Regions from separate parts of the Mus musculus genome. Here all the other regions are linked to region 3. Evidence: chromatin contacts called from public Micro-C and promoter capture Hi-C data. All regions are on one chromosome and are shown on one strand. The core of a region is the stretch at or near the end of the contact, and the rest is flanking DNA. Distances in the headings are between cores, read along the strand shown. Region 1 holds the start of Tafa3 (TAFA chemokine like family member 3). Region 2 holds the start of Wnt2b (wingless-type MMTV integration site family, member 2B). Region 3 holds the start of Alx3 (aristaless-like homeobox 3). Region 4 holds the start of Kcnd3 (potassium voltage-gated channel, Shal-related family, member 3). Region 5 holds the start of Mov10 (Mov10 RISC complex RNA helicase).

The links. Promoter capture Hi-C pulls out the DNA fragments that hold promoters and counts their contacts. Hi-C and Micro-C count contacts between places; a contact is called where the count stands out from the background.
Region 1: a contact with region 3 is called in a promoter capture Hi-C map of cranial neural crest. The contact joins the promoter of Tafa3 here to the promoter of Alx3 in region 3.
Region 2: a contact with region 3 is called in a Micro-C map of embryonic stem cells, with 6 times the contacts expected there. The contact joins the promoter of Wnt2b here to the promoter of Alx3 in region 3. A contact is called at or near these places in 1 of 39 promoter capture datasets (cranial neural crest) and 1 of 484 Hi-C or Micro-C datasets (embryonic stem cells).
Region 4: a contact with region 3 is called in a promoter capture Hi-C map of embryonic stem cells, with 12 times the contacts expected there. The contact joins the promoter of Kcnd3 here to the promoter of Alx3 in region 3. A contact is called at or near these places in 1 of 39 promoter capture datasets (embryonic stem cells), 3 of 484 Hi-C or Micro-C datasets (all in embryonic stem cells) and 1 of 9 other capture datasets (embryonic stem cells).
Region 5: a contact with region 3 is called in a promoter capture Hi-C map of cranial neural crest. The contact joins the promoter of Mov10 here to the promoter of Alx3 in region 3. A contact is called at or near these places in 2 of 39 promoter capture datasets (cranial neural crest and stem cell-derived epiblast-like cells) and 1 of 115 datasets of contacts at active chromatin or transcription factors (embryonic stem cells).

The regions. Positions count from the first base shown.
Region 1 is chr3:104,776,262-104,780,605 of GRCm38.p6, forward strand. It overlaps Tafa3 (TAFA chemokine like family member 3), which reads right to left and starts at 1,286. Exons shown (of 7, transcript NM_183224.3): 1 at 916-1,286.
Region 2 is chr3:104,959,614-104,963,928 of GRCm38.p6, forward strand. It overlaps Wnt2b (wingless-type MMTV integration site family, member 2B), which reads right to left and starts at 2,096. Exons shown (of 5, transcript NM_009520.3): 1 at 1,684-2,096. The coding sequence starts at 1,859.
Region 3 is chr3:107,593,127-107,597,652 of GRCm38.p6, forward strand. Alx3 (aristaless-like homeobox 3) reads left to right here and starts at 1,905. Exons shown (of 4, transcript NM_007441.3): 1 at 1,905-2,326. The coding sequence starts at 2,050.
Region 4 is chr3:105,449,699-105,454,169 of GRCm38.p6, forward strand. It overlaps Kcnd3 (potassium voltage-gated channel, Shal-related family, member 3), which reads left to right and starts at 2,192. Exons shown (of 8, transcript NM_019931.2): 1 at 2,192-3,019. It overlaps Kcnd3os (potassium voltage-gated channel, Shal-related family, member 3, opposite strand), which reads right to left and starts at 3,257. Exons shown (of 4, transcript NR_040759.1): 1 at 2,855-3,257; 2 at 1,817-1,972; 3 at 1,431-1,730.
Region 5 is chr3:104,817,035-104,821,316 of GRCm38.p6, forward strand. It overlaps Mov10 (Mov10 RISC complex RNA helicase), which reads right to left and starts at 1,271. Exons shown (of 20, transcript NM_008619.2): 1 at 902-1,271. The coding sequence starts at 1,038.

The sequences.
Region 1 (4,344 bases), core at 36-2,535, 2.8 Mb before region 3:
CTTTTTCCTAGGAGTGAAGCAGGGGTGGGAGGGTCTAAGAATCGGTGCTGTCATCTTTCTGGTCTTGGGATAGAGCTAAGGTCAGAAAAGGGGGTGGAGTCTGCCAGCTTTGTCCCAGAAGAGACCGCTGGGGAAGAAGCCCCAGGTCTCCCAGTTCTGTGTCTCCCTCCACCTCTAACCAACCCATCCTGAGCCTTGCTTCCTGGACTCTTCTGAAACTGGCTGAATTCTGCTGCTGTGTCTCAGCCCCACCTCAGAGGGCTAGCCTTGCACGGCAACAGGTCTCTGCTTCCGTGCACAGCCCACAAGAGCTTCTCCACTCTCTGCCAAAGGCCTTTCCTCATTCAGTCCCCAGTGAGAAGTCAAACTGAAGCACATTGCTGGTGATCTGAGGGAGGGCCTATCGAGGGGAATGCAGGTGGGGGTGGAAGGTGTGTGGGGCCAGTCCCCTGGGCATGGGTGTGTCCCCACACTTCTAGATGAACCTCCTTTCTCATAAGTCTTCTTTCTCAGGCTATGCCAGGAACCCTCATTTTGACCATTGCAAATGCCATTCGTTCTTTTCTTGGGGACATCCTATTTCTGGTTGAGTTCTAACCGTGTCTGATCCAACACACACATTTCTCCTAGGTATTCCAGTGCTCAGAGAACCTGGAGAAGATGGGAGACTTGGGCTCTCTGGCGTTCTATTCATTCCCTCCTGGAAAGGTACAGGAGAAGGGAGTTTCTGGGATTTGTTCGTCAGCATCCATAGTCTGCCTCAGTTTCCTTGAGCTGTTTCCCCAATCCTTAATTCAGGCTAAGATGGGGCTGGGAGAGCAGCCTCCATAGCAACAAGAGGTCAACAAGAACCTTAAATCTTGCTTTTGCTTACTTCTGTTCCCTCTAGCATTTATTCTTACTCCTGGTACCCACCTGCTTCACAGCAGTGGCCCGGGTTCAACTTTCTGGCCTGAGGTCCTCGCTGCTTCTGAGCTTGGCATCTAGACTCTCCAAATCGGGCTCTTCGAGGGAGTGGCCAGCTTAGGTGTTGTCTGGTTTTGAGCTCTGTCCGCGATAGATCGTCAAAGTTGTTGCGCCCGAGGAGAGCAGGGGCTCTGGCTAAGCTGGAGTCTCCGGCTTAGAGCACCTAGATGCTCTGGTCCAGCACCCACCAGTTCTGCGGGGCTAGGCCGGGTCCTCCCGAGCTTTCGGTCTGCAGGTTGAGGAGCGCGCAGCCGCTAGACTGGGAGTCGTTCTCGCTACTCCAGCCTTTGCGGGCACCGCCGGCTTCTTCGAAACTGTGTGGGGGTGCTCTGCGGGGAACCTGGGCACAGCTGGCCCGCAGCGGCCTCTTGTGGCGCACAGCAAGTCAGGAATAGAAGCCCACCGACTCTCTTTTCAGGGACAGTTCCTTGAGCAAAACACATCAATTATAGCAGGTCACTAAAACTTTCAGGAATGTGGCCCCTAGTCTAGTAGTTCAAGGAGGTAGGTGGTATTTTGGGATGGGGATAGGCGTTGCATCTGGGAGTAGTATTCATTTAGACCAGCAGTAGGCTGTTACTTAAATCCGAGCTCATTAAATCTTACAATTCAGTTCTTCAGACCTCGGACAGGGTTTCACACCTGTAATCCAGAATTTCGGAGACAAGGCAGGGGTTAAGTGTGAGACCCTATCTAAAACAAACAAAAAAAACAAACAAACAAGCATACATACATACAAACAACAATAAAACTCAAACCAAACCGAACAACCTTCTAAACCCAAACAAAGAAAGAAAAGCACAGCAGGGGTAGGGAGATGGGAAGGTAAGATTGCCTGAAAGTTTGAGGAAGTTTGGTCTGTATGGTTTACACAAGGTTCCAGACCTGCTAATGGCTACTTAGCCAGACCACATCTTCAAAGGAAAGAAAGAGAAAAGGAGGTGGTGTGTGTGTGTGTGTGTGTGTGTGTGTGTGTATAAAATCCAGTTCTTTGTTAGTACAATCAAGTGTTATTTAAGGTGCTTCCCAGGCACTAAAAGCAGACCACTGTATTAGAAGATTCTCAAGTTGCATAGTTTTTGGTTTTTTTTTCTTTGTTTTGTTTTGTTTGTTTGTTTGTTTGTTTTACCACAGGGGTTCCCGGCTGCCACCCGGGAAGGATAGTAAATACTTTCAACGGGCTGGAGAGATGGCTCAGCAACCACACGATGGCTCACAACCATCTGTACAGCTGCAGTGTACACATATACATAAAATAAATAAATAAATATTTAAAAAAATATACTTCCAGCACAGAAGTGCTGCCCTCCTGCGTGGGAGGACCAAGGGTAGTACCGGGGTGGAGAACCAGGCTGCAAGGTTTCACCAGGCATGAATGGCCCTGTGGATAATGGGTGTGACTCTCACCTTGGAAACCAAATCTGAGGTTTCTAGTATCTTCATCAGAAAGACAGTCAATAGTCCCAACAACAAAAATACGACAGGTTCATGTTTTGGGCTCATTAAACACTTGAGGGTAGAAGTGTGCTGTGACTCTGCCTCTTCCCAGCAGAGGTGTATGTACCTGTTAGAGTAAGGAAGGTTTGGGAACGTAATAGTGTGGGGGAAACAAAGAAGGACCCTGCTTCTGGATCCTGAGCATACAGCCCGGGACGGGGCGCTCCCTCTCTCTGGATCTCTCTTTCCAGGGTGCTGAGAATTGAATTCAGGTTATCAGGCTTGGCACTTTTGCCTGCTAAGCCATTCCCCCTACCTCTTTAAGACCAAGTCTCATTATGTAGCCTTGGCTAGTCTGGAATTTACTATGTACTCAGGCTAGCCACCAACTTGTGCTCATCCTGTCTCTACCTCTGCCTCCTAAGATTATAGATGTGTGCCACCATGTTTGTTCTGAGAATGCCCTCTTCCCGCCCCACCCCCTTCTCCTCTGTAATGGAGGAGTGTCATTCAGCTCCCAGCAGGGTAAGCATCTCACCAACTTTTCCTGCCTTCTTCCTCCTTGCTCTCACTGTACTGCCTCAGGGAGAGGGCCGGGAATGACTGAAGAGGTCTGATGGTCTAGGAATAGGAGAGGGGTTCAGATGCACGAGAGCCCTAGAGTTTGGTTATAGATGGGAGCCAGAGTGGTTCCAGAGTTCAGGGGAGCAGCTAGCATCCCTGTCCATGATCTGATACTGGAGTCCAGGGGTCAATAGACCCCAGTTCTGTGGCGTGGCCCATCTTTGCAGTCACACTGTGGATGCTGTGAAGAGCCCAGAAGCTGGGTGATGCCGAAAGGTGATAGATAAACTGACCCAGAAACACTGAATAATAAAACTAAAGCTTTTTTTTTTCTCTCTCTCCAGTCTTTGGCTTCCCACTGACATTATCAGACAGTTGGCTTCAGTTTTTCTCAGGAAGAAAACACTCATAGTGGCAGTATGCATGTTCTTTGCCCCTGGCTGCCTTTGAGTCTGATTTTATCAGTCCTCCCCACCTCTACCCTGGTGATTTCATTTTTCTCTGCCCTGCCCTTCCCCTACCCCCAAACACAGACCTAATTACAGCAAGTTTGTACTTTGAATGACCACTGTGTAATTTTTATTTAGAAGTGGTCGAGAAAGGCGGCACAGGTTAGCCCAGGATATGAACAGGATGCACATAGCTGGGTGCCTTGAGGTGGAGTCTCAGCTAAGAACAGGGAGTCGTGGTTCCCTCAAGGAAGGGCCTTGACTTCTGCTAAACTGTGTGTTGGGGATAGATGAAGGAGTGGATAGTGATCAACTCTCTAAGCCCAAGTATAAGGACAGAATTCTTTCTGAATCGGGTCAGTAATCCTTCCCTAGAGAGAAGACAGAGAAAAACAGCCCCTCTGTGTGAATCGTAGTGGGCTTTCCTGCGACCCACACACGCTTTTGGCCTGGCCTTTGTCTCCCCCTGGCGGTAGCCAGAGAACTTGCTCAGCATTGCTTTTCTGCTTGCAACCTCAGGGTGGAAATTTAGGAGTCCCGCTCCCCTCTGGGCCTTTTTCCTAGTCCAGAGAAGCCAGTATCTGTAGCAGGTTCTGACATGGGTATGAATCTCTAAGTGACTGCGTGAATCTTAGGCAAGTCTATAAAAGAACAGGAGACTGTCTACTCCTACTTCATCTGTAAAATGGGTGTAGCTTACCTTGCATCGTTTTGTATAGTGATCTAACAACTAGACCGTGCCTTATAGAGGGCCCAGTGTGGAGCAAGCCCTCAATAATCATATTTATTTACTATGTCGTTAACCTTACTAACTGGCCAGCAGACGTCTAAATATGGAGGTACGGTTCTGAGAAAGTGGGATGGAAGTGACAATTGTTCTTTCGAACGTGGAGGTGACCTTTAGGAAGAATAGTGCCTTCAGGCTGCC
Region 2 (4,315 bases), core at 846-3,345, 2.6 Mb before region 3:
ACACCAGAAGAGAGCATCAAATCTCATTACAGATGGCTGTGAGCCACCCTGTGGTTGCTGGGAATTGAACTCAGGACCTCTGGAAGAGCAGTCAGTGCTCTTAATCACTGAGCCATCTCTCCAGCCCAGGGAGACTAAAACTGGTGAAAAGCAGTCAAGTGTTTTGAAAAGCCAGTTGCCGTGTGGGCCAGATTAAGGTGAGCGCTGGGTACTACATGCTTCCATGCTTTTTCACAGGGAACCTGAAGTCCCCAGCCAAACTGGGTCATAAAGATGGGGGTGGGGGGCACTCTAGTCACTGAAAGGCTCTTTTTCTCCATCTTCCTTCTTTCCCTTTCCCTTTCTAAAGGAATGTTTCAAGCCAGATGTAAGATATAGGCCTCTCTGCTTCCTCGTCCGAACCCGCCTTTTTGCCTTCTCCAACACTGCAGAGATAAAAAAGATCCAAAAGGAAGATTTTTCTCTAACAGGAAAACAGGGGTGGGGGTGGGGATGGAGAGAGCAGCATCTTGAAATGATAGGAATCTGCAGCCCAAGCTGCCTTGCCCCTCAGCCAGCTACCCCTCACCCCTCCAGCCCAGATTCCTAGTCCAGGGGAGAAAGCAGCTACAGGGTGCAAGAGAAGAGACCTCGCTCTGTGGGAGGTAGGGGTGGGGGTGAGGAGGGGGTGCTTGTTTCAGGGGAGGAGCAGAGCAAGCGGGGAAGGGAGACACTACATGTTAGAGAGGGCACTGGCCCAGCCCAAGAGGCCAGTTCGACTGGAGAGGTGAGGAGGAAGGATGAGCCATCCGAATCTTTTTGCAGTCCGATTCTACCCTCCTTGCCCTTCCTGGAAAGAGGATGCGTATCCAAAGGGGGATGAAGGAGTCCTGGGGCCGGGTCGGGAATTCTACAAAGAACACAGCAGGCATCCGGTGGATCCTGGACGCCTTTTGCCTCATCTGCCCTTTGGAAGTGTCTGAAGATTAAGGCCTGCAGGAAGAGATCTGAAGAGAGGGTCTCACAACTCTTGAGACTCTAGAAGCCCCTGGGGCTTGGGGAGGAAAGGCGGGAGGTTATGTTATCTGGGACAGGAAAGCAAAAGGGGGCATCGGTGTTCCAAATTACACCCTCAAAGCCAAGGCTGGTGACAAACGCCTGCGTTATGCAACCCCAAGGATTTAATTTGTTTCGGTTGTGGGCATTAGGGGAAGTTTGTGCCTCAATTTCACTTCTAAGCCTTTCCGTGGATGCTACTGGCTCGTTGTGTGGGCTAGACTAGCAGAGGGATGTGGGGGACAGCCAGCTGCCCCCCCTACTCGTGTCTCCAAGGGCTCTTAGGTGGTGTAAGGTTTTTTGAAGACCATGACCATGCCAAACAGACACTGCAGGATGTGGAGAGGCGACTAGTTCCCACCCTGAGAGAGAATCACCAAGTAGCTTCTGCGGTAGAGGTTTCAGTAGAAATACCAAGGGGCACAATGGGGCAGCCTAGGGGACTTCAACCATCAGCTCCCTCCTTCCAGATGCCCAGGGCTCTCCTCTCCAGCGCCTCATTTTCTCCAACTCCTCACTGGCCACTGGAAACTTCTGGGACTGTGTCCTTCCTCTAATTCCTCCTAGGCAATTCTGGTGCCTAAGCAGCCGATGCCCAGAGCAATGCACTCGTTCCAGTAAGCCTACCAACCCCAGAACCATACTTACCACCAGGACGTGTCTACACGGGCCGGCAGAGTCAGGAGTAGCAGCAGCAGCAGGCAGGCAAGACCCAGGCGGGCGGAAGATGGGGACACGTCGGGGGCCGTGGGTCTGGGCACGGGGACGCGGGCACGCCGAGGGGCGAGCTGCGCGGCTTCATCCTCACCCTGCAGCTTCAGCATAGCTCCCCGCAGACTCCCGCCCCGAAGCCCGCAGGGCCGTGGACGGGCACTGTCTGGGCTTCCTCAGGCGTCTCCTAGATCGCCCCACAGAGTGGCCATGGGGACCATGGGCGACCGAGGACCTCAAGGCACGTGGAGCCCGGGAGCCAGACGCAGGGTTCCCAAGAGCGTGCAGGGCCAGGAGACCGACGAGCGCTGAGCCGGGTGTGGGCGGTCGGGTGCGGTGTCAGTGGCTCCGGGGCGCGGAGTGCGGCGGGGGCCAGAGCGCGCCGACAGCCCCTGCGGCCGCAGCTCTCATTGGACGGGGCGGGGCGGGGCCGGGGACACGCGCGGCCTTCAGCGCGGCTCCGCCCGCGCCAGCCCGGGTGCTCCCCGGCGCCCTAGGTGTGGCGGCCGCCTCCTCCCCTCCGTTCTACGGGGCGCCACCGCGCCGCGTCCCCACCTGCTCTGGCCACCCGCGACGGGGCTCTTCCCTGCCTGCAGCCCCCTGTCCCTACCGACGCCACGCCACGCCACCGGGTCCTAGCGCCCTTCACTCAGCAACGCGGACCACTGCGTTTGATGGCAAGGAGCACACGGTGTGTGTGGCGAGGGAGAGACGTGGAGAGGGTTGCGGACACTTCCAGTTCTTTAAGTACAGAAGATGCACTTTCTCTTGGTCCTCCCATCCTTGCGCTTCTAGGAAACTGGTAGACACCCGGCCAGCAAGAGTTGCGGGATAGTGGGACTCCTTTGGCCACACTGCCCTCAGGGGTACCACCGTAGGCAACCGGCCTCGGGCGGCGGACCCTCTCAAGAAGGACTCAACGTTCCCTCCACCCCGCCCACCGCTTCTCCCACCCACTCTCGTCCCGCCCGTCGTTGAGAGTCTTGTCCACCTTGGTGCTTTCCCCAACTCAGGGCAGCGCAGCCACCCAAGAAACACACCTGCGGGCGGGACGCAGCCGCCTGCCGGTGCCCTGACGGCTGGCCAGGGCTCGGCAGAGCTCGGTCTCTCCCAGTATCTCCGTCCCCCACCCCCTCGGGCGGAGCTGCGACTGGGAAAGAATCAGAAACAGCTGGGCTGCTTTCCCGCACCAGAGGCCGGGGTGGGGGTCCTGCGGAGAGGGTGGAAGCCCTGGTGCCTTTTCTCCCCCCTCCCTTTCCACCCTTCTTCCTCTCCACTGGTCCCTCAGTCCCGCAGAGTCGGGGAGGTGGGGTAGGGTAGTTGGGAAGAGGGTTGAAAGGATACCTTGCTCCTTTTGTATGCCCCACCCCCGACCCCCAACGGGCTCTCACTTCCCTATGTGTGAAGTTGAAGCTCCATAGGGGCACAATGATCCTTACTGAAACACAAAAGTTCTTTAAAGCCCAGATGGAGCCTTTCAACTGGAGACTTCCTCTGAGGTCTGGCCTAACTCCTTCAGCCTCAGTTTCTCCTGCCCAGCCTCCCATTCCCAGGTTGTTTTTCATGCCTCTCCTCGTGATTTTATCTAAACTATATAGTTCTGATGTAAACATCACGCTGGCCACTGCCCACCCACCTTAACCCCAAACTCACTGTCAGTCCGTGTTTGGTGGGGGTGTTAGAGATGCCAGAGTGTGAAGGACAGGGTACAGCTGGCTGCAGACATCTCAGAGACAGAGAAGAGAGAACAATTCAGAGGGGCGTTCATCCTCTCTCCCCTCAACTCAGTCCTCTGCCTGCAGTTTCTGTGGTAAGAGGCAAAGTAGATGTGCCAATTCCACAAACATTATTTTCTTTCATCTGATAGAGTCGTGCTTGGCTCCAGGAAAACACACACACACACACACACACACACACACACACACACACACACACACACACATCAAAAAAGCATTTCTGCCTTCAAGGAGCTTACACTTTATTAAGCAAGACAGATAATAAACACAGATAATAAGCACGGGGAATGCTACAAAGTAGAGAGTGCAGAGAGGTGGGGGGGGGGGGGCGCTGTGGGCAAATCCGGCAGGGTAAAGGGGCCTCATCATGGTGATAATGAAGAGAGGGTATGAGCAGGCAGGAAGTAAGCTGGGCACACTGGGGCAGAGCACTGTAAGAAGCAGAGTCAGTAGACACCCCGAGGCAGGAGCCATCAAAGCAGTCAGCTAAATGGAGCAGAGTGCCCTAGGCAGGAGGAGGGGAGTTCAGATAAGTAAATGGAGGGTAATCTAAGGTCGGAAGGAGAGAAGGTGCCCACCGTCATTGGGCTGTGTGGATGGAGGAGGGGCTGGACTGGTTTTGGATGAGAAGGGGGGAGGGGTGAATTCAGGAAGCAAGTGGAACCAGCAGCTAGCTATGTTGTTCCCCTCCTCCGGAGCCCCATTCCTACAGCCTGGTAGACTTCCCACTGGTAACCGGCTCTCAGGCCAGTTTCCCTGTGGGGGTCAGGTAAGGGGCTGTGCCATTAGGCTTTCCTGGCTGAAGTTCTCTCCTTGGACCACTCTTACCTCCT
Region 3 (4,526 bases), core at 655-3,154:
CTGTTTAGAGCAAAAAAAATGTCAGAGGAATTTCCAGAGCTGAGAAGGGTTTGGGTGGGTCTGTGGGGCAACAGAATCCTTTGTTCAGCTCCAGTGTCAGGGTCATTTAATCTGAAGTCAAGAGACTTCCATGGATTCAGTGATAGAACCCTGAAATCTGGGTTCCCATTTTCTTGAGAAATCACCACTGTCATTAAGTTAACATGGTATGGCAAAATACTAGTGATTCTCAAATACCCAGTCTATAGGTACATGACCCATTTTTATGACAAGAAAAATGAGGCACCTAGAGCAAAAGGCCCAGTGTTTAATCCAAGCTGCCTTGTTTAATTTGTTGATGGCATTGGTCTTGTGTCATACTTTCATCCTCCAAATTAAGCTGCTTGGTAACTTTGTTGATTAGATGCCCTGAAATGATACAACCTTCTAGACAGTCAACACTACCTCATTGACAATTATGGAAAACCTTTTATTAATAATCAGTTCAGCAGTGTCCACAGCTGAGAGCCAGTGGACTCCCCTCTGGTAGAGGCAGAGGGGAAAACCTCATTTTAAGCCAGGCTTCTCTAGCTGGAAATATCAGCCCCAGGTGCTCCCATCTCTGCCTAGCCTGCAGTCTGTGATTAGGGGCCCTAATGGCCATAATGCCTCCAATGTGGTGTTTAAGCCAATAAGGCTTCAGAAAAGTTACGGTATGTTTAATAATGGCTTAATGACTCCTTGTGAGATGCAAGGCTTCTGGTTCCTGTTTGGCCTTGATTTACAGCCCAACTCTGGCTGAGGACAGCCAAGAAACCTCCTCTAAGCCTCCAACGGAAGAGGGAGGTGTTCACACCAGGCCTCTTAGATTCCTTTTAAAAATGAGAATTCAAATAGAATACAAATGATGTTTGACTCCCTGCCCCTCTCGCTAATCTCCAGGGGTCCTAAAAATATAAATGTTTTAACCCGGACCTAAGGGATCTTTAAGCTCGGGTCCAAAGGACCTCTGGTATTTCTTCCCAGATCTTAGGCACAGTAAGGATTATTCAGTTTCAGAAAGGCTAAGCTATACCCTAATCCTAGGCTTCCTTTGGGTCGAGGAGACTCACCTTTGGGAGATGCAATCCTACCCTCGCTATGTCTAAAATAGCAAGCCTGAAGCAGTTAATTTGCAGTGGATCTGAGTGACATTCAGTTTATGCTGCTCAGAAGGACAATGACCCTTCTGCTCTTCCATAGCTGACCCAAAAAGCTACCTGGGCAGACCACTGTGAAACCTAGAGATCTCTCTGTCTGTTTTGGCCTGCCTGGGCTTTGGAACTCACCACCAAATGTAGATGGACCACAGTCAGCTGAAAACGCTAAGTGAGAGGTTCAAATCACAGATAATCAATGACAGTATTGAGGCCCAAGCTCCCAAGCCCCCTGCTGTTTCCACAGCATCCAGTCTCTAGGATGTCCAGGCAAAACAAGTGTCTAAGGGAGATGCCCTTGCTTTTTTCCAGCTACCAGCAAAAATAAACCGAGCAAGGTGAAGGGGAAACTCTACCACAGTAGAGGCCTCTCTTCTCAGACTGATGTCAGATCAGGCCTCAAAGAGAATGTTGGAGGAGGGATGGGGGAGGGTGCGGGGGTGGGGAGGATGTCTGCCCTCACCGTTTCACCTCCCCAGGGCCAAGAGCCACTAAGATGGATATCAGGACTTGAGGGTGCAGCTCAGAGCCAAGGACTCACCCGACTGCTAGACAAAAGGGATCCTGCCCTCGAAAGGAAGCAGCTTCCCTCTCTTCTCTTCCAACTGCTTGTGATACCAGACTCGGGGTGAATGGGGTGGGGTGGGGGTGTTCCTGGGCTCCGAGGGGTTAACCCGCACGGGGCCGCACGTGACGTGGATGGTTCCAGCATTAAGTCAGAGGCGCGGCCCCCTCTCCTGCCCCCCACCCCCCGCGGCGCGCGCCGCTCCCGGGGGCTCCGCGCCCCCGAGCCCAGGTCCCTCCCCCTTGGCTCACAGGCCGCGCGGGTTAGCGGGAGCCCCGGAGCTCCGGCGGCCTGTGAGCCCGAGCCGGCATGGACCCCGAGCGCTGCGCGCCTTTCTCCGTGGGGCCGGCGGCCGGTCCTTACGCGGCCGCGGGGGACGAGGCTCCGGGTCCCCAGGGGACTCCCGATGCTGCGCCTCACCTGCACCCCGCGCCACCCCGCGGTCCGCGCCTGAGCCGCTTCCCGGCCTGTGGGCCCCTGGAACCCTACCTCCCAGAGCCCGCCAAGCCGCCCGCCAAGTACCTGCAGGACCTCGGGCCAGGCCCGGTGCTCAACGGCGGCCACTTCTACGAGGGCTCCGCGGAAGGTAACACGCCGGGGGTCGGGGGTGGTGGTGGAACCCCATGTCGTTCTTATCCCCAGCCCTTCCTGGTCTCCCCGACTCTCCCGCTTTCTTGCTTCTTAACTTTGGGTACGTCTCGCATTTTCCACGATTCCCTCGCTAGATCGCTGCTGGCCTGGCCGGACAAGGCCAGGGCATTGGGGACCGCAGAATCGCCTGTGTCCCCGGCCGGCAGAGGCAATGGGAGGCGGGAGGTCAAAGGAGGGTGGAGTAGGGACGATCTTGGGCCCATTCCGACCCCCAAGGTGATTGAACCTGGGAGGAGAGATCGCGCTCATCCGGAGCCGAGCCTCTCTGCCACCGACCCAGAAGAGGGGACTGGGTGGAGGGCCCCGGAGCCTAACTGGGCCCCAAAGCTGGGAGAGAAGAGTTCTGCTTTTGTGCATGGCGCCCGCTGAGGGCGTAGAGGCTGGGCCTCGACTTAGTGGCCAAACTGGACTCAGCGAGGGAAAGGCTGTGTCCTGGACTTACCCAGCTCTCATCCTCGGGCCCAGCCTCTGCAGGAAAAGGTTTTCTGATGCCGTTAAGTCGCTCCGCAGAGTGGCGGTGGCTGCTCCCCCTCAGAACTGGGACTGTCTTCAAGATCAAATAACTATGTTCTTGTTTCTCAGATTAACTTGGCCTCCCCGTCGCCACGGGGATGGCTACCCTTCTTGCAGTTGGCATCTCGGCACCGAATCATCACCGCTGAGCCGTCGGAAGCGGTCCCGAACTATCCTAAATCCCAGGGCGCATCCCACTCCGGGGACCGTGCCCTGTGTGCTAAGGCGGGTCGGACCGTACCATTATCTGAGAATGCGCCTGAGTGGCAGGGCCTGCCAAGACTCTTTTGCCGCCCACTGTACTCGCTGACCCACGAGTGGCTCAGCACCCACGCCCACCCCTCGTATGCAGCCACATTTCGTAGCCTAGACCCAAAACTAGATCCCGGGAGATCCGCCAATGCGGCAATCGCCTGCTCCTCGCGGGCCTCCTCAGAGAGGCTGGGCAGCGAGCAGCTCCTGGCTTCGTCCCGTCCGGGTGGCGGGAGTGTGCAGGGGAGGCCCGGGAGGTGTGTTGGGGTCATCGGAGGAAATGAGCAAGTCCGCGGAGCTTCGTGTCTAATGCCGTTTGAAAAAGGCTCTCCTGATAAAAACCACAGTTGGGACTTAATGAGAAGCAGTTGGCCTGGCTCCTCTGATCCCTGCCAGACGGCGGCAGCCACGCAGCGCCCAGAGCACCGCCAGGGACAGGTACCCGTCTGGGTTGGGATCGCGCCCCGCAACACCCCACCACAGTCCAGTGTCCCCGCCGATGCGCAGCCTCTTGCACCGACTGTTCGGGTTCTTGGACAGCCGTGGGTCTGATCGCACTACGAAAAGGAGTGGGATTGAATGGGCGGGCAGTGTCTGTTGTCGCAACGAAACGAGGCGAAAGAAAGCCAAAGGATGCAATCAGCCCAAGGGGAGAGGGGGAAATTGAACAAAACAACGGATTACAGTCTGAAGAACAAAGGTAACTAGCCAAGTCCGTCGGTGAGATGGGGAGAGGAACGAAAAAGAGTAAATAGACAAATAGACGAACGAAAAGAGCGAACAGCAGATCGAACGAAGCGGGTAAACGAGAAAAAGAAGAGAGAGAGAGAACACGAAGGAAGGAAGGAAGGAAGGAAGGAAGGAAGGAAGGAAGGAAGGAAGGAAGGAAGAAAGGAAGAGGGCATTTCCTAAAAGGATAGAGCACACCAAAATATGAACACGTATATGAAAATTAACGATTCAGGCCAAACGCAAAGAAGGCGCAGCCGAACGAGCCCGAGCCTGAACTGGAATCCCGGCCGCTGCTCCAGCATCGGCTGGAGCTTCTTTACCCTAGTCTTGGTTGCACGAGGGATTCTTACTAAAGATAACCCCCCATACGCACACCCACATCCTAATATCCCTGCCTTTAAAATACCGATCTCCGAACCTTGACAGGTCTGTGCTGAGACCCGGCTTTTTGCGCGCGCGGGGGGGGGGGGGGGGCTGGCGCACATCGTTTTTCTCTCGTCCCGTGCCCCCACCCCGCAGCCCTTGGCCACATTCTGCACCCTGTCCCTCTCCTTAGGAGGACCTTAATCCGTCCTTTCCAGTCACCTATGCACCCTCCTTAGCAGCTGTGAGTGCAAGGACGGTTCCTCCTGGCTCCT
Region 4 (4,471 bases), core at 942-3,441, 2.1 Mb before region 3:
GGAAAAGATAACCTGAAATACACTCTGAGCTTGCAGAACACACATACACACTGGGGCTGGAGTGACTGAACCAACACTTGAGCCCTGTCAGTGGTAAGAGGAGGAAACCTACTGCCCTGGCAGTTCCTGACTTTCAGTTCCTATTTAAAATGTCTGAATTGGGAGCATCGACAGGCTCCCAAATTAGCTTTTTAAATAGAAGCTGAGAGTTAAAGGAAAAGCGGCCGCGTCATGGGGGAAAAGCAAGTGAAAAATCCCGGCCAGGCTGGTCCAGAGGCAGAGGGGGGAAGGAGTCAACAGGCATGGCTAGGGAGATTCTAGGAGGAAATGGAGGGTACCCAGCATCTCCTGGACAGTGTCTCCTCCAGTGGCTTGAACCTAAGCCAGGTACCTTCTTTCTCCTCACCATCCAGCCTCAAGGAGAACTGTAAACAAAACCCACAGTGGCCTGAACTAGAAATCCAAGTCTCCCTTACTTTTCTTGAGATACTGGAGACAAAAAAAAAAAAAAAAAGAGAGAGAGAGAGAGAGAGAGAGAGAGAAAGAGAGAGAGAGAGCAGTTCACAGGCACTGCACTTAGATTGCCAAGTATGAGCATCTGAGGATCGGGATTGGAGGATGTGGGGCAGGGTGTGAGTGTCCTGTCTCCACAAATGGCTTACAAAGTCCCAGAGACCACAAGCTGTCACATTAGTAGACCACTCCAAGAGTCTAGTGGTGTTCCCTCCCTGACAGTTTGGGGGGCTCGATCCTGGAAGTACCTTTATGTTGCTGAACAATGGCAATGCCGTACAGGAAATTCAAACTTCGACAGAAATAAGATATTATATTTTCACTGCTCCAAAACTGGACAGAAGGTGTTAGATCAAAGGAAAATGTCACTACTGGGACCAGGCTTCTCAGAGACAGAGAACCTTCTCTCAGGAGTCAATTCAACTGAGATTTAAAAAACAAAAAAACAAAACAAAACCCCACCACCACTAGCAGTAGCAACAACAACAAAAACCTCTCCCAAATAGAGGAGGGAGGGAGAATCCTCGCCAGGGCCTTCCCTGAATTCTTCCAGGGTTGGCCAGGGAGTGGCAGTGTTGTTAATCATTAGTACTGTATGCAAATGAGTATGCAAATCTCACGGGGTTCTTGGACTCTGGGCAAATGTTAATGGGGTCCACACCCACCTCTTGAAGGGCCAATTGTACACCTTTCATACTGACAAACTTAAAGGAGCTTTGGTTAGGGTAAGTGAGCCTATGAAAAAGAAGCTCAGAAGTACTGGAGGCCCAGAGTAGCTGAGACCTCAATAACTACTCCTCGACTTGCACTTCTGGAACAGGATCGGTTTGCCACAAACCAGAAACCCTATTCTTGACTCACGCCTTCACCCTCTCCGCACATTTCTCTTTCCTCTGCTTTTGTGTTTCAGCACACACCTTTCCATACTCAGAGCTGCCATCTCTCAAGCCAAGGCGTTCCGGTCCGGGCAGAGGCACGAAGCTGCTTGCTTCGCGATCTCCAGGCTCGGGAGTCCCAGCACCCAGGCCGGAGACACAGGGAAAGCCGGCCACGGTTTGGCTTAGCAGCCAGGACTGGGCTCTACTCTGCTGCCGCGATGGTCCTGGGACTCTCAGCTGGATCCTATGCTCCCGTGGTTGTCCCACTCCTCACGCTGGGTCCGAGTACTAAGCAATAGATAACTCTGGGCTCTGGAAAGGATCCAGGGCCTGGGCCCGCTTTGGAAAGATAGAGAAATGAGAGTTCCTAAATCCCCAGTCTTAATTCTGGGTATTCGTGGTGGGGTATTGGAGCGAATCCTGACCTTCTGGCCATGTGTCAGAGGTCACTCCTGAACGACAGTGGCTCTTACGCGGAGATAAAGGCAGTTTGTCTTCCGTGGGATCTTCCCAGCTTTGGCAAACACACCTGACTGTTCAGGGTCAGCCTGTAAGCTTGCGCGGCGACCAGCTGCACCTCACTAGGTGACCAAGGAGAGGAGTTAGTTGCTCTACCGCGTGGACAGTGAATGGGAAACAGACAGCCAGTTAAGTGTACACACCCCACGCGCATACACGCCAGCGCTCCCTACCACCTCTTCCTAAGTCCCCAGCCACACACGCCCCCGAACTCACGATCACGCCGCACGCCCGGCTCCTCCCCCACCCCCAAGCCAAGCTCACCTTGCCACGCTCGCCCCATGCCCACCCTCGCCGGCACACGCGCTCACACTCGCGTCCGCACACTCCACTACCACCTCCAGGCACACCCTAGGATTCCTCCACTCTCCTGGGGAGACGCACCAGGCTCTGCCTAGTCTCCCCGCCTCCCCCCCCCCGCTGCAGCCCCCCCACTCACGCGCGCGCCCTACACACACACACACACACACACACACACACACACACACCCTCGCGCAGAGTCACTCCCCCTCGCACGCCCTCGCCCTGGGCACCCTCCGGCGGCTAGGCTCCCGGGTCCTCCTCCTCGCTCCCTCCGCAGCCTGGCCGCTCTGCTCTCTCGGGCCCGGCCTGGGGCCGCTCGGCCCGTGGGGATCGGTGGGGAGCGGAGGGCGCAGCCTCGCCGCCTCCCCCGGACTCTCCTCTCCGCCCCGCCCGCGCCGCGCCCCCACCGCCTCCTCGGGAGAGGCAGCCCGTGGCCGGCCCGGCTCCGCTCTGCCCGGCATCAGCGGCGGCGGGGGCAGGGAACGAGCGAACCGGAGCTCACGAGCCCGAGAGCGGAGCGGCTAGGCGGGGAGGGGACACGCTGCCAAGCCCGGGCTGGAGCGGCGGTGGCGGTGGCGGCGGCGGCGGCGGCGGCAGCGGGGGAGGAACGGCCCCACGGACGGACCGACGCACGAACCGACCGAGTGAAGGAGGGACGAGCGAGACTTCGCCGGCGAGGAGGAGCCGCCCGAGCGGCGGCTGCTGGGCGCTTCCCCGCGCTGCTGGGCGCTCTGCGCCTCGGCGGCCCCTGGCCTCAGCTTCCTCGCGCGCGCGGGGCGCGGGGCCTGGGGCTGGCTTCGGCGAAGGTAAGAGGGAAACGACCGAGCCTCCCAGAGACAGCAAGTGCGAGGAGCGCTGCTCCCACGCCTGTTGCTCCCGCTGCCCACGCGGCACCCTCCCACTCCCGCGCCCGGGTGGGTGGGCGCTGGGGCGCCGGAAGGATTGGGGGTGGGGCCGGGCCGTGGGGGAGCAAGCAGCCGGCCTGGGGGCGTCGGTTCCCTGGGCTGCAGAGCCACCTCCGGGCACTGGGGCGCCGAGAGGTTTGGGGGTGGGGGTGTGAACCTCTGCCCTCTTGCCATTGGCCTGCCTTCCCTCGCCGGGCGCCAGGAGCAGCGCCCCGGGACCTGGCTGCAGGTGGCGACGGTTTGCTCCGTCCCCGCTCTTTGTGAGCTGAGAAGAGAAATGGCTGAGAGTGGAAGCTGGGAGCCGTTTGGGGCGCTTTGCAAAGTTCTCCAGCCAGGCGAGCCTGTGTTTGCCTGTTAGAGGATGAGGCTGGTCCAGCTCGTCCTGCCTGGCACATCTTTTCTTTCCCGGGAAAGGTCCCATAAGTGTCCCGAGAGACCATAGGGAAGGGGGTTCAAATTTGTTTTAACAGAGTGTTTACACTAGGGATGGGCAGAGAAGTTACCTGGAAATCAACTAGATTCCTGTGCTTTCTTAGTGCTGGCATTTAATTCAGCCCACGTTGTTCTCCTTTTATCCCGGGCAGCCTTGATAAGTCAGCAACAGGCTGAGAGGTTCCAGACCTGAAATCAAGGCAAAGAAAGTCTCCGTGTATTTGACGGAGCCTCTGAACTTTCACGGGGTGATAGGCGGCACAATGCAATCAGTAATCAGGTTTTACAGGGTGGTCATGCATGAATGTAGGTGATGCTTGAATCGATGCCTTATTTACTGTTACTTCCAGGGAACCTGAAGGTTTAATCTCGGAAAGCGGGGGGAAGGGGGATTCTGGGCATTCATTCAATGCAAAGCGTGTGTACATTTCCCCATGTGGACACATACCGGCCCACTGAAAGGAGCTGATGTGTTTATTTTTTTTCCATGTTGCGTCTTGAATGCTATAAGACGTAAGTACACAAGGGACCTCCAGAGGAAGAACGATTAACAGCGGCTTCCTTTTGCCGTTGAGGAGGCTGGAGAAAGAGTTTGGGGAAACTGCACTGGCCATCCTAGGAGCTAGGAGAGGCACTGTAAAGAAGAGGATCTGCAGGTCCCAGGCCTGTGCCCCACGGGATCTCCAGCATGGCCCCCATGCTCATTTCATACCCAACAAAATCCCGCAGACACGGGACAGACTCCCTGGGGGCGTGAAACAGTTCCCCAGACCAGCTCTGATTTCTGAGGACTCTCCTCCGAGGTCATTGAAGGGCAGATCTTGGTGATGTGACTTTTTTTTTTTTGTTTGTTTTTCTGCTTTGTGTCTGTTCAGGTGAAATGGAAGTGTCAACCCCCCAGGACAGGAGGTCTGCCTTTTT
Region 5 (4,282 bases), core at 21-2,520, 2.8 Mb before region 3:
TCAACCCTTTTAATGTTCCTTTTAAGACATGTTCATGAATAACAGTAATATTCTGGTTAACGCGGACTCCTACCTTCTCCCCTAGCCTCAAGCTACACTATCATTATTAATTCCGTCTAAAACTCGCCCCAAATCACGTAACAGCAGCCATATCTCACCCATACTAGCATTTTGGTCAGTTGCAAGGCAAATCTCTCAAAATCTGTTAAGGCCCAATCCCATTCCCCTGCTTACTAGTGCACCTCTTTACACTCATCCCAGCTAAATTGCTTCTCCGGCTTCCATCCATAGCAGCAGCCTGTTGCTAGAGGTGTTCGTCTATGGTTTGACAGAAGTCTCTTTGATTTTTTTACTTGGGTGGTAACAGGAAAAGGAAACCAAATATCTTCAGCCATAGGGAAAAGGGGCCTCTAGGAGGCTGTCCCTGGCCCCGAGTCTCCATGGAGAAGCCACAGGTGCTAAGGGAGGTTTGATTGCCTACGCAGTTTGTGTTCTTTTCTCCCTAAAGCTCCCCGAGATTCTCCCGCCTACCCTGGGCCTCTTCAGCTCTCCCGCAGCGTGGACCCTGCAGGCAGTCCTCCCTTAACAAGGGGGCGGGGATCCCCGCTTGGCCCGCGCCTGCAGCGCCTTCCCTGTGGGACTCCCCTCCCCCACCATCGAGCCCCGACCACCGCGAGCCGCGCGTGGGCACCGACCCCTCCCCGCCGGGCTGGGCTGTGCAGAGCGGGCGGGCTACGGGTGGCGCTGGCTGGGCGTGGGCAGACGACGGAGTAGGTCTGCCAGGACCGGACCGGCCTGATCGGCCCCGGGCTGCATCCCTGTGCACCCGCGGCGGGAAGGTGGCCCCACCACCCGGGGCGCTGGCCCCGCGTCTTGGGGCCCGTGGTGGGCCGGCCCGTACCTGGGCTTGAAGTCGTGGTTGTAAATCGTCCGCAGCCGCTCACGATCTGTCTCCAGGTCCAGTCCACGTTCGGCCAGAAAACTCTCGAACCTCTGGCCGGTCTCCCGGAGCTTTCGGCAGCTGAACTTGCTAGGCATCGCGGCGGCGGCGGCTGCGGCCCAGGCAGGAGGGTCCGCGGAAATGAAACTGAAAGTCGCCGCCGCGGTTTAGAGTTGGCTGGTCTGGGGTGAGGGTGCAAAGGGGAAAAGCCCCCTACCTCTGACGTCTGCTCCGGCCAGCCACCTTCTCCCCGACTGCCTCCCCTCCTCCGTCCTTCTCCTACCTGAGCCTTCCTTTCGGTCTCTTCGTCCTATCCCCTCCCCCCCTTCACATTAACTCTTTCCTAAGGAGTCTGACCCCTCCCTCAGGGCCCTCCCCTTACCCCGAGCTCCCTCCCCTGGCAGCGAGCCAGGATCCGAACGTGGATATCGCCTGGGGCCCCCTAAACAGCCCGGAGGACCTTGGAGCCTCAGCTAGGGCTACTCCCACGCCCACTCTCCAGAGCCTCGGGACATAGAAAAGCTGCAGAGCAAAGGGCAGAGCCCCGGACATGGGTCGGCTGCAGCTGGACTGGGGCCGCTCGTCCAGCACCTCCCCCAGACTGCCAGGGACATAAACCAGTACGGAAGCGAGCGGCACGCCCCCTCCCCCATTCCCTCCCTCCTCTGGCTTTCTGATACAGAGGAAGGCAGAAGTCAAAGTTGTGTGTGTGTGTGTGTGTGTGTGGGGAATGGATGGAGGGAGAGCAAGTGTCTCTATAGATAAAGGGGTGTGCGTGTGGGAGAGAGGGACAAGAGCTTCTGCCAAGACCCAGTCCTTGCTTTTCTGGGTCACACAGGCTTCATAATACTTCAAGGTTGGAGATTCTTGCTCTTGAGCTATGCATTTGGGCACTCGGTTTGTGTTACTCTTCACTACTTATTGGCAGTAAATCATGATTGCCCAGCCAGTCAAAAAAACATTAGCACCTAGAGAGCCAGGCGTGCTAGGCAATAAATGGTTAACACTGACAACATTAGTACCAGGAAAAGAAGTAGACCAATATGCTTAGGCAAACTAAGGGGTGGGGCTACTATAACAACAAATGTAAAACAAGCCTTCTGCACCTATTTATCCCCTGGAATGAAACTAAAAAACAAAAACAAAACCCAAAACAAACAAACCCCATACACACTACAATGAGAAAGTGAGAAAGGCTTAATCTACCAGAATTCCACATGTATCAAAGTTACTGTTCTCCAAGGTTCCTTATAGGCAGCAACAGTCTAACCCAGGGTAGGGAATGCCCTGAACAGGGTCAAGTTCCCCCTTGGTTAACTACTCCTAAGCCAAGAGTATGCTATGCAGTCAGGAATGGAGACTACAGGAACAGGGAAATCTTACGTCCTAGAAATTGATGTAAACTCGAGGGAAAAACTAGGAGTAGCCAGATGCTTAACACCTCCAGACCTTCCCATCCACTTTATATGATGCAGGCTCAGAGAAGATAATAGACTTCTAAAAAGTACTGTTGTTTTGGGGCACAGTGGTCCAAGCCTGTAATCCCACTTCTTGAGAGTCTGAGGAAGGTCTACTAAGAGTCTGAGCCACTTTGGGTTACACAGCAGGACAGTCTCAAAAACAAAATTGCTATTCTTTATCATTTCAAAATCCTACAAATACACCTATGATGAGCACAATAAAAGTGCCTTTTAGACATACAGAAATAGCTTAGTTAGGAATCCCAATGCACCCAAGGCTACACTTGATAACCAGAATCCAATGACATAATTTACTCAAAATAACCAGACACATGACTAACTGAAGAACTAAAAAGGCTTTTTTTTTTTATTGTGCCCTTCACACTATCACACATTAACAATTCAGACCAGCAAATCTGGTCACCTGAGGACCTCAGCCCTTTCTCTGGATTATCTGAACATTCTCAAAACACAGACAGTAGTCCATGTAAAAACTTGAGTAAGTTTTGAATGGTGAGTGGCTTTGGTTACAATGTGACATCTCTACTTGTCTTCTGGAAGGCTCTACTTTGAAAGTTACTGTTTTGATGCATTCGGTTTTAGAATGCCTGCCCCCTCTCAAAAATCACCTCAGCTCAGTCATTTCCTGGAGCTTTCATTACATCTTTCTCTTAAGAATTGGACTTCCAAGAAGTAAGGTTGATGGTATTGTGAACAGCAGCAGCAGTCTGTAACTGTATGTGAAATAAACTCTAAGCTTCTCAGGGGGGATTTTTTTTAAGACAAGATTTCTTTGTGTAACAGCCTTGGCTGTCCTAGCACTCACTTTGTAAACCAGGCTGGCCTAGAACTCAAGAGATCATCAGCCCTGCCTCTGCTTCAGGGAGTACTGGGACTTAAAGGCCTGCACCACTATACCCAGCTGTTTTCTTATTACTCCTTGCTGGGTTTTATAAATCATCACTTAACAGTCTTTAACCTTTGTATTCAAAGTAGACTATACTAACCAAAGCAACTAAAAACAACTTGGTTGGTCTACCACATACCAAGGGAAAAGCCATGCCACCAGGTACAGTTGGTCTTCCTTATGTAAAGAGCCTTTATTTGCAAATGTATCCACTCATTAACATGCTTCTAAGGAAATCCTATGTCCACGTCCCCAGTTTAGGCAGAGAGGGCACTGTGGCACTGCCTCCTTGCTTCATCCCTCATAAACAAGTGTTTACTGTCATGGCTTTTGCCCTTTTGTGCTTTTTGGTGGTGATTTTACAGCTTAAACATGGCTCCCATGGGTGGTGTACTGAAATGTGGCCTAATACTCTTAAGTATAGAAAGCTTTGTAGAGAAAGTTCTTGTTACATAGCTTCATTCATCCTAGCTACAGCAAGAGGAATGTTAAGAGACTCTCAGAATTCAATCAGTAACATTCCATTTTCCAATTCAATGTTCACAGTGACTTTATATGCAACAGAATTACCCTGATGAGTGAGGTGGATATCAGGCCTGGGAGCTGCAATGATGCTCCTGCCATTGAACTGCATGTCTGCACCATTACCAGTAGCTTTAGAATGTTTTTTGTTTGTTTGTTTTTGTATCTTGGGTTTGAAGAGGTATATAATTGGTTTCTTTCCTCAGAACCGATGTACTTCTATTAGACGCCATCTGTTTAAAGGAGAATTTATCTCAACCACTCTACGACCACCCAGTTTTATTCTGCATTTACTAACCCTTTCTTTGCTTTTCACGGGTGGTGGTGGTGGTGGGTGGTTGTTCAAAAACAAGAAGCTGATCATTCACACCTTATTAAGTCTAGCATTAAAATTTCACATTATAAAACAGATGAGGCACTAGAATTAGGCAACAGAGAACAACTAGAGATTCA